Regions from separate parts of the Macaca mulatta genome. Here region 2 is linked to region 1. A link is a contact called in public Hi-C data. All regions are on one chromosome and are shown on one strand. The core of a region is the stretch at or near the end of the contact, and the rest is flanking DNA. Distances in the headings are between cores, read along the strand shown.

The links. Hi-C and Micro-C count contacts between places; a contact is called where the count stands out from the background.
Region 2: a contact with region 1 is called in a Hi-C map of liver, with 2.6 times the contacts expected there. The contact joins the enhancer-like site here to the promoter of LOC718349 in region 1. A contact is called at or near these places in 6 of 14 Hi-C or Micro-C datasets (CD4 T cells, blood, fetal cortex germinal zone and 3 more).

What each region holds. Positions count from the first base shown.
Region 1 is chr19:16,219,914-16,227,240 of T2T-MMU8v2.0, reverse strand. It overlaps LOC718349 (cytochrome P450 4F3), which reads right to left and starts at 2,505. Exons shown (of 13, transcript XM_015123187.3): 1 at 2,360-2,505; 2 at 1,697-1,895. The coding sequence starts at 1,894.
Region 2 is chr19:16,394,428-16,401,754 of T2T-MMU8v2.0, reverse strand. No RefSeq gene overlaps it. Among named protein-coding and RNA genes, the nearest start is that of CYP4F11, 74 kb to the left of the region's middle. Within about 2 kb of position 2,989, at least 27 of the 40 cell types and tissues checked have an H3K27ac peak or open chromatin away from gene starts, as enhancers often do. A contact at or near this core is called in CD4 T cells, blood, fetal cortex germinal zone and 2 more, where this site is marked.

The sequences.
Region 1 (7,327 bases), core at 1,256-3,755:
TCTATCTATCTATCTATCCATTCATCCATCCTATCTGTGCACCCATTTATCCATCTAGCCTATTATCTACCTACCTACCTACCTACCTATCTATTCATCTATCTATGTATCTAATCTATTCATCCTATCTAACCTTTCTATCTATATATCTATCTGCCCATCAATCCATCCATCCATCCATCTTATCTGTACATTCATCCACTTATCCATTTATACTATTATCTATCAATCATCTGGCTATCTATCCATTTATCTAATCTATCCACCCTACATATCTAATCTAGATATCTATCCACCTAATCTATCCATCCGATCTACTATTCTATGTATGTATTATCCATCCATCCATCCATCCATCCAATCCATACATCCATCTGTCCATCCATCCATCTATCCTGTTATCTATGTATGTATGTATGTATGTATGTATGTATGTATGTATGTATGTATCTATCTATCTATCTATCTATCTATCTACTCACCCACCTACTTATCCAGCCAGCCAGCCATCTATTCACCCTATCTGTACATCCATCCATCCATCTATCCTATTACCTATCTATCTGTCTACATTCCTCCTGCTCTCTCTCTCGGGGCCACCTCCAAGTCCCAAGAGCGCATCCCAAGGCAGAAGGAAAAGACACACCGTCCACTCACAGAGGTCTGCTTAGCTTGAGAGGAAAGATTTTCTTGTTCTGGGAGTCATTTCAGCCCAGAGGCGGCCACATGGGGAGGTCCTCACAGGAGAGATTTGTGGGGAGCAGTATGGCCTCAACACATGTCCCTAAGACTGGTCCTCACATCCCTTCATGCCCTGACTGGTTCCTCTGCCAGCCACACAGGTTCCAGTTCCTCCCATGGAGAATGTTCTGCACACAGGGGACCCTCCCTTCTCAGCAGCCACTAGGGGAGCAGAGGTGACTCTGACCGTCCATCAGGACAGTGTCTCCCACCTGGGAGCAGCTTCTGCACCAGGCTCTGTGCTAATGCGTCCTGTGCACCCTCCCACTTCACCTGTGGACACACCCATCAATCCTGCCATTTGCAATGAGCAGATTGAGACCACGTTCCCCAAAGGGCAGAGCAGGTCTAAGTCAGAGGGCAAGGTCTGGGGGAGGAGAAAGGTCAGGGAAGGCTTCTGAAAGGGGAAGTGAGTGACCAACTTTTATGTGGGTTTGGCAACAGGACCTCATTGGGACATCTTACTGGGGAGGAACAAGATAAGAGGAAGGTGCCTCCGGATGTGGTGGAGGTGAGAGACAGCCCACACCTCTCCTCGGGCCCACCTGTACCCTCATAACAGGAAATAGGCGAGGCAGGGAGAGGACCCTGGACAGTGGGTGCAGGAGGCCTCGAGTCCAGCCACGGAGAATGTGGGAATGCCAGGGACTCGCCTCTCTGTGCAGCCAACCCTCTGCCCAGAAGCCCCGCAGTGGCCTCTCTCCGCTAATGTGGGAAGACAGGCAGGAAAAGGACTCGATGCAGGCCAGGAGTGGGAGGACGAGGAGGTGAGAAGGGCTTGGGTTGGCACAGCACAGAAATGAGTGAATAAGCAGAGGAATGAGTAAGACGCCTCCCCTGCTTCTCTGCTACCCCAGACCCCAGCCCACCCCTTTACCCGCACTCCCTGAACCTCAGACCCCTCAGGAAGTCCATTCACTCTGAGACTCCAGACCCATCCTGCTGCCACACTCACCAGGCCCAGGTGACCCCAGAACCAGTTCCGTTTCGGGGGTTGCGGAAAACACCGGAGGCGGCGGCAGTTGTCATAGAAGGTGTAGGTCCAGGCCAGGACACGGGCCAGGAGCCAGGAGACCCCGATCAGCAGCAGGAGCAGCCACGGGGATACTGCCACCGGCCCGAGGCCCAGCGAGGACAGGCTCAGCTGTGGCATTCTGCAGGGCAGATGGGATGGTAGGTGAGGCCCTGAGGCCCAGGGAAGGGCCCAGGGAGCTCCAGGGACAGTGGAGAGAGGCAGGGATGGGCAGTGCTGGAGGTAGAACAGGGAGGGTAAACACGGATGGATAAACAGGGGCTGAGAGGTAAAGTCCACAAAGGCCCAGCCAAAACCAGCAGCCAAGTGACCTCCAGTTACCTGGTAAGCACTTAGATTGGGAAAGAGAGAGAGAGACTGATTAAAGTCCAGAAAGACCCAGCCTGAATCACTGGGAGGTTGCCAGGGGCTTGGTTTCAGTTAGGAACCCACCCATCCTCCAGCCCAGCACCCAGGAGCTGCCTGGGCCTTGGGCAGCCATGGAGAATGTGGGAAGGCCAGGGGCTCGCACACCCAACCCCTTGCCCAGTGCCCCTCTCCATCACAGGCTAGGATGCCCCAGGCCCGCCACCCCCACCCTGGCACCTTCTGTCAGGAGCAGCTTGTCCCACACAACTTCCTCTCCCCTTCTTCTGAGAGGTTTTTGCCCCTGGCCCCTGATGTAGGGAGGGTTGTGGGAGGCTGGGTTGGGCTGAGCTGGCCCAGCCAATCCCCACAGCCTGGGTGCTTCTCCTGTGTCTGGGCAGCCGGCCAAAACCTGGGTGTGGGGGACCAGCTGGATGCAGAAGAACCAGCTCGGGTGACACAGCAAGGGCACTGGATCCTCAGGTCTCAGCACCTCCCACATAAGGTGAAGAGTAAGCTGAGAGGGGTCAGATAGAGTTTCTACTGTGTGACACCTGCTCTTGAAGAGTGGCTACTGAGTGTGTGGCAGATAAAAGCATGAACTTGAGAGTTCAGGTGTCAAGTGAGCCAGGCCAAGCCAAGCCTTGTTCCAGATCATCTCCTGCGCTCCTCTCTAAGACTGGGCCAGCAGGACACCATGCACCACTTCTGGATGCTGAATCAGGCAACTTGGAAGAGATAAGCCTCTATCCCCCCTGCTGCTGGATAGAGTTCAAGTCCTGCCTCCAGGCAGCCCAGGGCCCTGTTGGAGACCTGACTGCTAGGAGCAGGAACAAACAATCCAGCCCCGCCGAGGATTACCTGGGTCAGATTCTGGAGATTAAGAGCCCAGCTGGAAGAGCAAATCTGGAGGCTGGACTCAGTGTAAGAGGACAGAGCAGGGATGTGGAGGGTAAGGATGAGAGGGAACAGATAGGGTCCAGGCAGGGGAAGGGCAGAGCTGGGGAACCCTGAATGGAGTCCTCATTCTGCCTCATCCTTGCTGTGACTGGTCAGTACTGCCCCTCCTGGGCTCAGTCTTCCCACCTGGGAAATAGGATGTTGGATGAGGGCCTTAGAGGGGGACGATGAGGGCTCCTAAGAGGAGGGAGCCCCAAAAAGGAGTGACAACTAGCAACCGTTTCCCGCAACCCCCGAAACAGAGCTGGTTCTTGGGTCTCCTGGGCCTGGTGAGTGTGGCAGCAGGACAGGTCTAGGTCTCAGAGTGAATGGACTTCCTGAGGGGTCTGAGGTTTAGGGAGTGGGGGTAAAGGGGTGGGCTGGGGTCTGGGGTAGCAGAGAAGCAGGGGAGGCGTCTTACTCATTCCTCTGCTTATTCATTCATTTCTGTGCTGTGCCAACCCAAACCCTTCTCACCTCCTTGTCCTCCCACTCCTGGTTAGTTGCTAGTTGTCACTAGCAGGGTGACAACCAGCACTAAAGGGTGGCAACTAGCACTTGAGCTGTTGTGTGCCAGTCTCTACTCTGCACAAAGGCTGCATGGAAAGTACTTCTACTGTGTGCCAGGTGCGAAATCCCGTCTACTCTGCGCCAAGTGCTCTCCATAAAGTGTGCCTACTGTGTGCCAGGTGCTAAATCCCGTCTACTCTGTGCCAGGTGCTCTCCATAAAGTGTGCCTACTGTGCGCCAGGTGCCAAATCCCGTCTACTCTGTGCCAAGTGCTCTCCATAAAGTGTGCCTACTGTGCGCCAGGTGCTAAATCCCGTCTACTCTGTGCCAAGTGCTCTCCATAAAGTGTGCCTACTGTGCGCCAGGTGCTAAATCCCATCTACTCTGTGCCAAGTGCTCTCCATAAAGTGTGCCTACTGTGCACCAGGTGCCAAATCCTGTCTACTCTGTGTCAAGTGCACTCCATAAAGTGTGCCTACTGTGCACCAGGTGCTAAATCCCGTCTACTCTGTGTCAAGTGCTCTCCATAAAGTGTGCCTACTGTGCACCAGGTGCTCTACATTAACCCTGTACACTCAGTGCCTGGTGTTCCTCATAGAGTGTCTACTGTGTGCCACTTGCTCCACATAATGAGTGCCTACTGAGTGCCACCTCCTGTATATGAAGAGTGTCCGCCGAGCACCAGGTGCTGTCCACATAACACATGCCTACTGAGTGCCAAGTGCTCTACATGTAGAGTGCCTACTGATACCTCCTGCTCTATATGGAGACTCCCTACTGAGTGTTCCCTGATCTACATAAAGAGGGTCTATTGAGTGCTGCCTGCTCTGTTAGGAGTGCCTACTGAGTGTTGCCTGTGCTCCATAAAGTGTACCTACTGTGGGCTGCCTTCTGTACATAAAGGGTGCCTACTGAGTGCTGCTTGCTCTACATGAAGAGTCCCTACTGTTGCCTGTGCTACATAAAAAGTGCCTACTCAGTACCATGTGCAATACATAAACAGTGCCTACTGGCCTGTAATCTCAGCACTTTGTGAGGCCGAGGCGGGTGGATCACGAGGTCAGGAGATCGAGACCATCCTGGCCAACATGGTGAAATCCCGTCTCTACTAAAAAAAAAAAAAAAAAAAAAAAAAAAAATTAGCAGGGCGTGGTGGCGGGCGCCTATAGTTCCAGCTACTAGGGAGGCTGAGGCAGGAGAATGGCACGAGCCCGGGAGGCAGAGCTTGCAGTGAGCCAAGATCGCACCACTGCACTCCAGCCTGGACAACAGAGCAAGACTCTGTCTCAAAAAAAAAAAAAAAAAAAAAAAAGAGTGCCTACTTGCCAGGCGCAGTAGCTCACGCCTGTAATCTCAGCACTTTGGGAGGCCGAGACAGGCAGATCATCTGAGGTCGAGAGTTCAAGACCAACCTGGCCAACATGGTGAAACCCCATCTCTACTAATAATACAAAAATTAGCCAGGCGTGGTGGTGGGCACCTGGAATCCTAGCTACTCGGGAGGCTGAGGCAGGAGAATCGGTTGAATCCAGGAGGCGGAGGTTGCAGTGAGCCAAGATCGTACCACTGCACTCCAGCCTGGGCAACAGAGTGAGACTCCATCTCAAAAAAAAAAAAAAAAAAAGGGAGAGAGCCCATTGAATGCCACTTGCTCTAGATAAAGGTGCCTGCAGATGCCACCTGCTCTATATAAAGAGTGATTACTGAGTCTCATCTGCTCTTGATAAAGAGTGCCTACTCACTGCTGCCGGCTCTACATCAAGAGTACCTACTGATGCCACCCACTCTTCATCGTGTGCCCACTCTGTGACACGTGGTCTACACAGAGTTTCTACTGTGTGACACCTGCTCTTAAGGACTGCCTACTGGGTAAATGTATTTTTTTTTTTTGAGATGGAGTCTCACTCTAGTTGCCCAGGCGGGAGTGCAATGGCACTATCTTGGCTCACAGCAACCTTCGCCTCCCGGGTTCAAGTGATTCTCCTGCCTCAGCCTCCTGAGTAACTGGGATTATAAGCATGCAGCACCATGCCCAGATAATTTTGTATTTTTAGTAGAGACGGGATTTCTCCATGTTGGTCAGGCTGGTCTCCAACTCCTGACCTCAGGTGATCCTCCTGCCTTGGACTCCCAAAGTGCTGGGATTACAGGCGTGAGCCACCGTGCCAGACCATAAATGTAATTTTAAGGTGAGTGGGGCTGTCCACAGGCAAAGACAAGGAGAAGGAGTTTGAGACCATGCAGGAGGCGTGCGGTCCTGTGGATGTTCACCAGGCCTAGGTTTGGATACAGCTCTGCTATTTCCTGGCTGTGTGACCTTGGGCAAATCTCTCAACCTCTCTGCACCGTACGCATCTCCTCTGTAGGAGTCACATGGTGGGTGAAATGGCTGGTGGAGTTGACGCTGAATACAGCAAGAGCTGTGAGGGTTTTACAGTGGTGCTCCAGGGAGGTGAACTGACCATTTGGGGGCAATCCATCATCCTGACAAAAGGAGACTCATTTACATGTATTATTTGCCTAAATATACTCTGAAATGATACAGAAAACGTAAAAGTGTTTACCTTTGTAAAGATGGGGAGACTGGGTAAATGAAGGGCATAGGTACAAGAAACATTTTTCACTGTGCCTTTTATTTTTTACATGTGTGAATATAGTTTATGCCAAAAATATTGCATTTAAAAATTTAGCCACTAGCTGTCAATGAGTCTCATCTGAATCACAAAAAGGAGGAGGTAGAGCAAGACGGCAGAATAAAATGCTCCGTTGATCATCTCCTCCACAGGAACGCCAAATACACCAACTATCCACACAGGAAAATACCTTCATAAGAACCAAAAATTAGGCGAATGATCATGGTGTCTGGTTTTAACACTGTATCAAAAAAAAGAGGCACTTTGAACTCATGGAGATAGAGAGTAGAAGGATGGTTACCAGAGGCTGAGAAGGGGAGTGGGAGAGTGAGGGGAAGTTAGGGATGGTTAATGGGTACAAAAAAAGATAGAAAGAATTAATTAGACCTATAATAAGATATATTATTTGATAGTGCAACAGGGTGACTATAGTCAATAATAACTTAATCATACATTTTGAAATAATGAAAAGAGTGTAACGGGATTGTTTGTAACACAAAGGATAAATGCTTGAGGGGATGAATATTCTCCATGATGTGATTACTATGCATTTCATGCCTGTATCAAAACATCTCGTGTACCTCATAAATACATATACCTACTATGTACCCACAAAAATTAAAAAGTTAAAGAAGCACTAAAGAATGTGCAACAGACCGTCTTTTTTTTTTTTTTTTTTTTTTTTTTGAAACAGAATCTTGCTCTGTCACCCAGGCTGGAGCGCAATGGCACGAGAGCTCACTGCAACGTCTGCCTCCCAGGTTCAAGCGATTCTCATGCCTCAGTCTCCCAAGTAGCTGGGACTACAGGCTCATGCCACCACGCCCAGCTAGTTTTTGTATTTTTAGTAGAGACAGCATTTCGCCATGTTGGCCAGCCTGATCTCGAACTCTTGACCTCAGGTGATCTGTCTGCCTTGGCCTCCCAAAGTTCTGGGATTAAAGGAGTGACCCACCGTGCCTGGCCAAAAGACAGTCTTAAATTGCCTACACTAACACTTCCCCATCTCCCAGAAGTGGCCTCATGGCTGGAGAGAGACTCCGTGTGCTTGGGTGGAGGGGAGAGAGCACAGCGATTATGGGACTTTGCATTGAAACTCAGTGCTGCCCTGTCACAGCAGAAAGCA
Region 2 (7,327 bases), core at 1,740-4,239, 170 kb before region 1:
CCTTTCCTCTCCTTCTGCTCCTGGAGCAGAATGTCTTGGCTGAAATGCCACCTCCTCCGTGAAGCCCCAACCACCTGTCCTGGTTTCTAAGGATGAGATTGTTCAGCTCCCATAGCCACTGCCATCTCTTCCTCACACTCCTCATGCTCTTTTCTAAAACTCAGCCAATAATTCATCCTCTGCCTTCTCCCTCCACTGTAAAATTCACAAGAGCAGGCATCATGTCTGCCCTGGCCACTGCAGTCACCCCAGCTCCTGGCTTGGTGATGAGCTCAGATGTTCTGGGCAGATCTGTTACATGTGTGGTAGCTGGGGCTGAACTTCCTCTGACCTAGAGATAAGTTACCTCATACACAGTCTTTATGTACTGAGGATGGTCATTTTTATCATCTTAAGCAGCTAGTGTGGTGGTTTTGATGTCTTCTTGTTATCAAGCAGCAGATCAAACATGAGGTTTCCTGCCTCTATTTACTGTCAAGCAGCCGTTTATCTCAGAAAGAGTAGACCTCTTGAGCAAGATGTTTTCATTTTTTTAATTGAAAAAAAATTTTTGTAAAGATGAGGTCTCATCATGTTGCCCAGGTGGGTCTCGAACTCCTGAACTTAAGTAATCCTCCCATCTTGGCCTCTCAAAGTGCTGGGATTATGGGTGTGAACCGCCGTGCCAGGACTTTTTATAACTTAAAAAAAAAAATTTAGAGGCCGGGCACAATGGCTCATGCCTTATGCCTGTAATCCTAGCACTTTGGGAGGCTGAAGTGGGTGTATCACCTGAGGTCAGGAGTTCGAGACCAGCCTGGCCAACATGGTGAGACTCCGTTTCTACTAAAAATACAAAAAATTAGCCGGGCATGGTCATGTGCGACTGTAATCCCAGCTACTCGAGAGGCTGAGGCAGGAGAATCACTTGAACTCGGGAGGTGGGGGTTGCAGTGAATCGAGATTGAGCCATTGTACTCCAGCCTGGGCAACAAGAGAGAAACTCCATCTCAAAAAAAGAAAAGATTAGAGACAAGCTCTCAGTCCGTTCCCAGCCTGGAGTGCGGTGGCACAATCACAGCTTATTGCAGCCTTGACTTCCCAAGCTCAAGTGATCCTCCTGCCTCAGCCTCCCAAGTAGCTGGGACAACAGGCAGATATTTCACCTTCCTTGTTAGCTGTGTTTCTCGGTATTTTATTTTTGTGTGGCTATTGTGAATGAGATGGTGTTCTTGATTCGGCACTCAGCTCGGACATTGTTGATGTGTAGAAATCCTATTGATTTTTTGCACATTGGTTTTTATTCTGAAACTCTGCTGAAGTTGTTTATCAGATTGAGGAGCTTTTGGGCAAAGACTATGGAGTTTTCTAAGTATAAAATCATGTCATCTGCAAACAGCGATAGTTTGACTTCCTCTCTTCCTATTTGGATGTCTTTCATTTCTTTTTCTTGCCTGATTCCTCTGGCTATGACTTTTAGTACTATGTTGAATAGGAGTGATAAGAGTGGGTTTCCTTGTCTTATTCTGGTTCTCAAAGGGAATACTTCCAGCTTTTGCTCATTCAGTATGATGTTGGCTGTGGGTTGACCATAGATGGCTCTTATTATTTCCAGGTATATTCCTTTAATGCCTTATTTGTTGAGGGTTTTAACATGATCTCTTCACTTTGCCAACACTTGTTATCTTTCATCTTTTTGATGTTGCCAAGTACACACAAATTCAGTTAGGCAGGAGGACCAAGAGATCTACTGTACATCATGGTGACTATAGTTATAACAATCTATTGTATATTTGAAAATTATTGAGAGTAGATTTTAAGCATTCTCATCACAAAAAGAAATGATAAATGTGTGAGGTATGCATATATTAACTGGCTTGATGGAGCCATTCCACTATGTATACATATATCCAAATGCTGTGATGTGCAGCATAAATATGTACAAATAAATAAATATATATATTTATTTCCAATAAAATACACTTATTTCATGTATCTGATCCCAAACACATGAAATCTGGCAGATACTCTTTTTTAAGTTGGCATATTCGATAAATGGCACTGGGTTAACTGGCTAGCCACGTGGATATTTTATTTATTTATTTATTTATTTATTCATTCATTCATTCATTCATTCATTCATTTAGAGACAGAGTCTTGCTCTGTCACCCAGGCTGGAGTGCAGTGGCGTGATCTTGGCTCATTGCAACCTCAGCCTCCTGGACGCAAGCGATTCTCGTGCCTAAGCCTCCCAAGTAGCTGGGAGGCGTGCACCACCATGCCTGCCTAAGTTTTGTATTTTTAGTAGAGATGGGGTTTCGCCATGGTGCCCAGGCTGATCTTGAGCTCCTGGCCTCAAGTGATCTGCCTGCCTGTGGAAACTGGACACAGTAGTAGGGTGGACGCCTCAGGTTATAAATGACCATCTCCTTTGTTCGGTATACTCTCGTGGCAAAACTGCTGGCGAGCGTACCCTTTCTGCAGGAAGTAAAAATGGCCTTGCTAAATAAATTAATGTTCAAGTTGCTATTTCTTTAGGGCACCAGAAAACAAGCATTTCAAACACTATTTATTCTTAATTAGATGAAGAAGGAAGTCTTTGAAGAAGAACCTCTACTTTTCTTTTTACATCCGGACACGAGGAAGGCACAGGCCCAGGGACCAAGAACCGCCCATTTGGGCTCCGCGCAGCCAAGTGTTTTCTCCTGTCTCCTGTCATTCTAACCCCGGGGGCGTGGGAGGGGGACCCGATGCGGTATCCAATCAGGGGCACTGGGGGGGCCGTGCTAACTGTACAATCAGGAGCCTAGCCGTAGCCGGCGGGGGACGTGGCGGGCGGTGGGTGCTTCAGCTTCTGGCGGTTTCTTTGTTTTTTCGCTCCCGCCACGCTGGGTTTGGCGTCTTTGCTGCTCGCACAGGCCCCCCGGCAATCCCCGTCGCCGCCCCTCTGTGAAGAGAGCAGCCCCGGGGGAGGACGCCGGGACACCCGGAAGCCGGAAATGCTGAGTGTGCGGGGGCCGGACGTCCCGAGACCTGAGGAGGGGCTGGTGGAACCCGCCGGATCTGGCTGTGGCGGGACCCGGACCTGTCCGCTGTGACTCCGGGGTCTGGGACCCGAGTCCCCCTGGAGCAGCTCGGCCCTCGGTCTCCTCGGCCGCAGGGTAGGGCTGGGCGGGCAGCTGGGACTCCGGGCGTCCTGTTCCGTCCCTGCGCGGTGACTGTCGCCCCGGAGCCCTCTCTGGGCAGCCCCGCGCCCGCAGCCCCGTGTCTCCCCAGATTGCGCGGAGACCACGGGAGGGTCATGAGGGGATCCCGCCTCTGGCGTGGGATCCTTGTGGGAGGAGCCGTGGCCTGTGGGCTCCCCAGTCCCGCCTTTCTCCCGTAGGCGGCCCCCGCTTCTCCCCGAGTCTTCCAAAAGGTGTGCAAAGCCGGGTCTCCGCGACCCGGTCCCCCAGCCTCGCTCCCCCTTGGGCTGGCGGTAAATCTTGTAAGAAACGTTTCCCTCCCCACATTCCCTAACGCCAGCGCCTCCACTGCAATCCACATGCTTCTCAACTGTTAGTCCCTTTGTTGTGCGTTTCAAACCACCTTGGCATTTAAATGATCGTTTTTTCCACAGAGCAGTGGCTGATTCTTTTAGGAAGATTTGTTTTCTATCTGCGACCTTTTCACATACAAGGAAAGGAGAGGAAAACCACATGAAACGCCTCTGCTTAAAAAAGCCTTAGTGCCGCTCCTTTTTTCTTAGACACCTCATCAGACTGCCTTTGCGTTGAGGTTCCTGTCCCGCGTGTCCGTATAGAAGACCACCTAATCAGGCTTTGTGTGAACAACAAGGCTGTTTATTCACTTGGGTGCGAGTGGGCTGAGTCCGAAAACAGAGTCAGCGAAGGGAGATAGGAGAGGGGCAGCTGTATAGTGCTGGGGTAGGCCGTGGAAAGTTACAGTTAAAGGTGGTTATCTATTGTCAGCAGAGGAGGGGTCACAAGGTGCATGGGGGAGAGATCATACAGGAGAAGAATGTCACAGCATCGATTGATTAGTTGGGGCAGGGCAGGACCAAGTCATAATGGTGGAATGACATAAGGTGGGTTAATTAGTTAAGGCAGGAACTGGCTGTTTCACTTGGTGGTTTTTCGGCTGCTCCAGACTTCTTGGCTCCTATAAGCCATCTGGACATATATGTGCAGGTCACAGGGGTTACAATGGCTGAGCTTCAGCTCAGAGGCCTGGCATTTTTGTCTTTTTATTTATAAAATATAAAGTTAAAAGATAAAATGTCAATTCCTTCTAGGGATTGTTGGGGTAGGGGCGATGTTTCTCAGGACTGCTTCAAGCGTGACCAGGGACTGTGTGGACACCTTAAATAACATTTTATAATGAGTTAGTCCAATAAGTTTCAGGTCTAGATTGCATTTTTATGTAGCTAACAAGGTGCCAGGTAGCATATTTTTGAGCTTGGAACTGCCCTAATAAAATAAGTTCTCTAAAAACAGTAATCAGGCATATTAGTGTTAATGTAGGTGGCGATGCGTTTTTAGGCCAAGGAAGGAACAATGTTTTATGTATCAAAGCCTTTTGTCCCCATTTTCCATCATATGAATAGGATTCCCGTTGTTAAGCCAATGATCTATTATATTACCCTTTCCCATAGGTGTGAGTGGTGTTCTGAATGGAGAAGTTCAATAGTTCTGAGTGCAGATCCTAAGCAGGAGAGATCATAAGGAAAATAATCTTTGTCTCCTGGATTAAGCTGAGGCTGGTGAAGAGAGAAATGTCCCAAGCCCTCTAACAATGGCATACTTTGTGCTGTCCTGGGTGCTGGTCTGGTTGCCAAATATGTGGAACTGGCCCCGTATACGCGTACTATTGTCCATTTCTTTAAGAGTAGGCTTGAGGACACCATGGGCAAGGATCTGATGGTTGCCAGCCTAAGCGTTTTAGACTTTTGACCCAGAGATTTTTTGTCCTGGGTGTGGAAAAAATGTTAGAGGATAGGGTTTCAAGATATCCTTTTTATAGGCGGCAGGTCCTAAGAGATTAGGGTCCAGAGGAATGGATGAAGCCTGCTTGGAAGCATGCTTGGATGGCCGTTTGGAAGGAATGTTGCATGGAAGCATGGCCTTGACTGAGCGCTGCCAGGAGCTTAAGGGTTGTAGGTTGTTTGTCTGGTCGGCTCTTGGCCTAATCTTGCAACTTCCAGGAGGAAGAGGAGAGATCAGGCTGGCTGTCTGACGGGCACAGCTTTATTCTGGAGTGGTGAACCCAATGGAGAGAGTCCTGCAGATGGACAGCAGTTGGGGTGCTATAGATGACCAGGTAGGGTCTGGTCCATTGGGGCTGTAGAGTTTGAGGGGTCACACTTTTGACAAGGACTGATCATCCAGCTAGGGTGTCTTCATGTGGCTGGGAATCTGGAGTAGGTAAGAGAAGATTAGCAGCCTGGTGAATTTCCTGTCTAGCCTGCTGGAGGACTGGAAGATAGTCACCCAGGGGGCTGGTGTCTGGAACAAGGTTGGGGCGAGTAAGAAGGTGTGTCCATATAAAAGTTCAAATGGACTGTACCCTGTGGCATCTCGAGGACAGGCCCTAATTCTGAGGACGGCAAGTGGTAAAAGTACTGTCCAGTCCTTTTTAAGTTGGAGGCTGAGTTTGGTGAGGTATGTTTTTAAAAGACCATTCATCTGTTCTACCTTTACTGAAGATTGAGGGCAGTAGGGGGTATGAAGTTTCCACTGAATACCAATAGCCTGAGAAACTGTGGAAGTAGGGAGGCCAAATCGGGGAATTATGTCTGTCAGAAGGAAAAAATGACTGTAGTAGCCTTTTCAGAGCTAGAGGGAAAGGCCTCGACCCATCCGGTGAAGGTATTGACCCAAACCAGGAGATACTGAAATTTACAGACACAGGGGCATGTGAATAAAGTCAATTTGCCAATCTTGTGTTGGAGTAAATCCATGAGCCTGATGCGTAGGAAAAGGAGGAGGCCTGAGAAAATCTTGGGGATTGGTGGCATGGCAGACAGAGCATTGAGAGGTGATGGTTTTAAGGATGGGTTTCCGTGATGGGAAGGAAATGAGGGGCTGTAGGAGGCCAGCCAGAGGCTTATATCCTACATGGAAGTGGTCATGAAAGGAAGAGAGAATAGACTGGGCTTGTGAGGCATTAAGAACAAAGAAAGATTTAGGGTGAGTCACACTGGGACCAGAGGCTAGGGAGGGAGCGAAGTATAAAAAAATGCCTGGACGTAAGACACCTCAGACCATTTGCCATATTTTGACAAAAATTATCTAGGTCTTGTAGGATGGAGAAATCGAAAGTGCTGTTTTCTGGCCATTTGGAAGCATTGTCAAGTTTATATTGGGGCCAAGCAGTATTGTAGAAGAAAATAAGACGTTTGGGTTTTAGATCAGGTGTTTAAGAGGTTTTAAGTTTTTAAGTACACAGGCTAAGGGAGAAGAGGGAGGAATGGAGGGTGGAAGGTTGCCCATAGTAAAGGAGGTAAGTTTAAAGAGAAAAGTAGAGACACAGAAAAGAGCGGAGGTGAGCAGTCAAAGCAGGCGTCCCCGCAATTGACTTGACACCATGGGAATGTGGGTGAATGACCAAGGCAGGCATCCCCGCAGTGATCAGACACCAATGGAATGTGGGTGGATAATCAGGCAGGCATCCCCGCAGTGATTAGACACCAAGGGAAGACTGTCTTCCCGAGTCTGTGACCAGCGCCGGAGTTTTGGGTCCATGGATAAAATGTGTTTCCTTTTTTTTTTTTTTTTTTTTTTGAGACGGAGTCTTGCTCTGTGCCCCAGGCTGGAGTGCAGTGGCGCGATCTCGGCTCACTGCAAGCTCCGCCCCCCCGGGTTCACGCCATTCTCCTGCCTCAGCCTCCCGAGTAGCTGGGACTACAGGCGCCTGCCACCTCGCCCGGCTAATTTTCTTGTATTTTTAGTAGAGACGAGGTTTCACCGTGTTAGCCAGGATGGTCTCGATCTCCTGACCTCGTGATCCGCCCGTCTCGGCCTCCCAAAGTGCTAGGATTACAGGCTTGAGCCACCGCGCCCAGCCTAAATGTGTTTCCTTTATCTCTACTAGACAGGAAAAAGACTAGACAGGGAGATTGGAGGGTAGCGAGAGAGGCTGGAGAAAAGAGTGAAGAGACCGCTAACCCGATTTGAAATTGGTGAGATGTTCCTTGGGCTGGTCTGAGGACTCGAAGTTGTAGGTGGATCTCCTCACGGAGTGAGGGCGAGGACAGGGGACCGGTCTCTGGAAGGAGTCCCCCTGTCCCCGGTTTCAGCACCAAGTGTCACGCATGTCCATATAGAAGTCCACCTAAACAGGCTTTGTG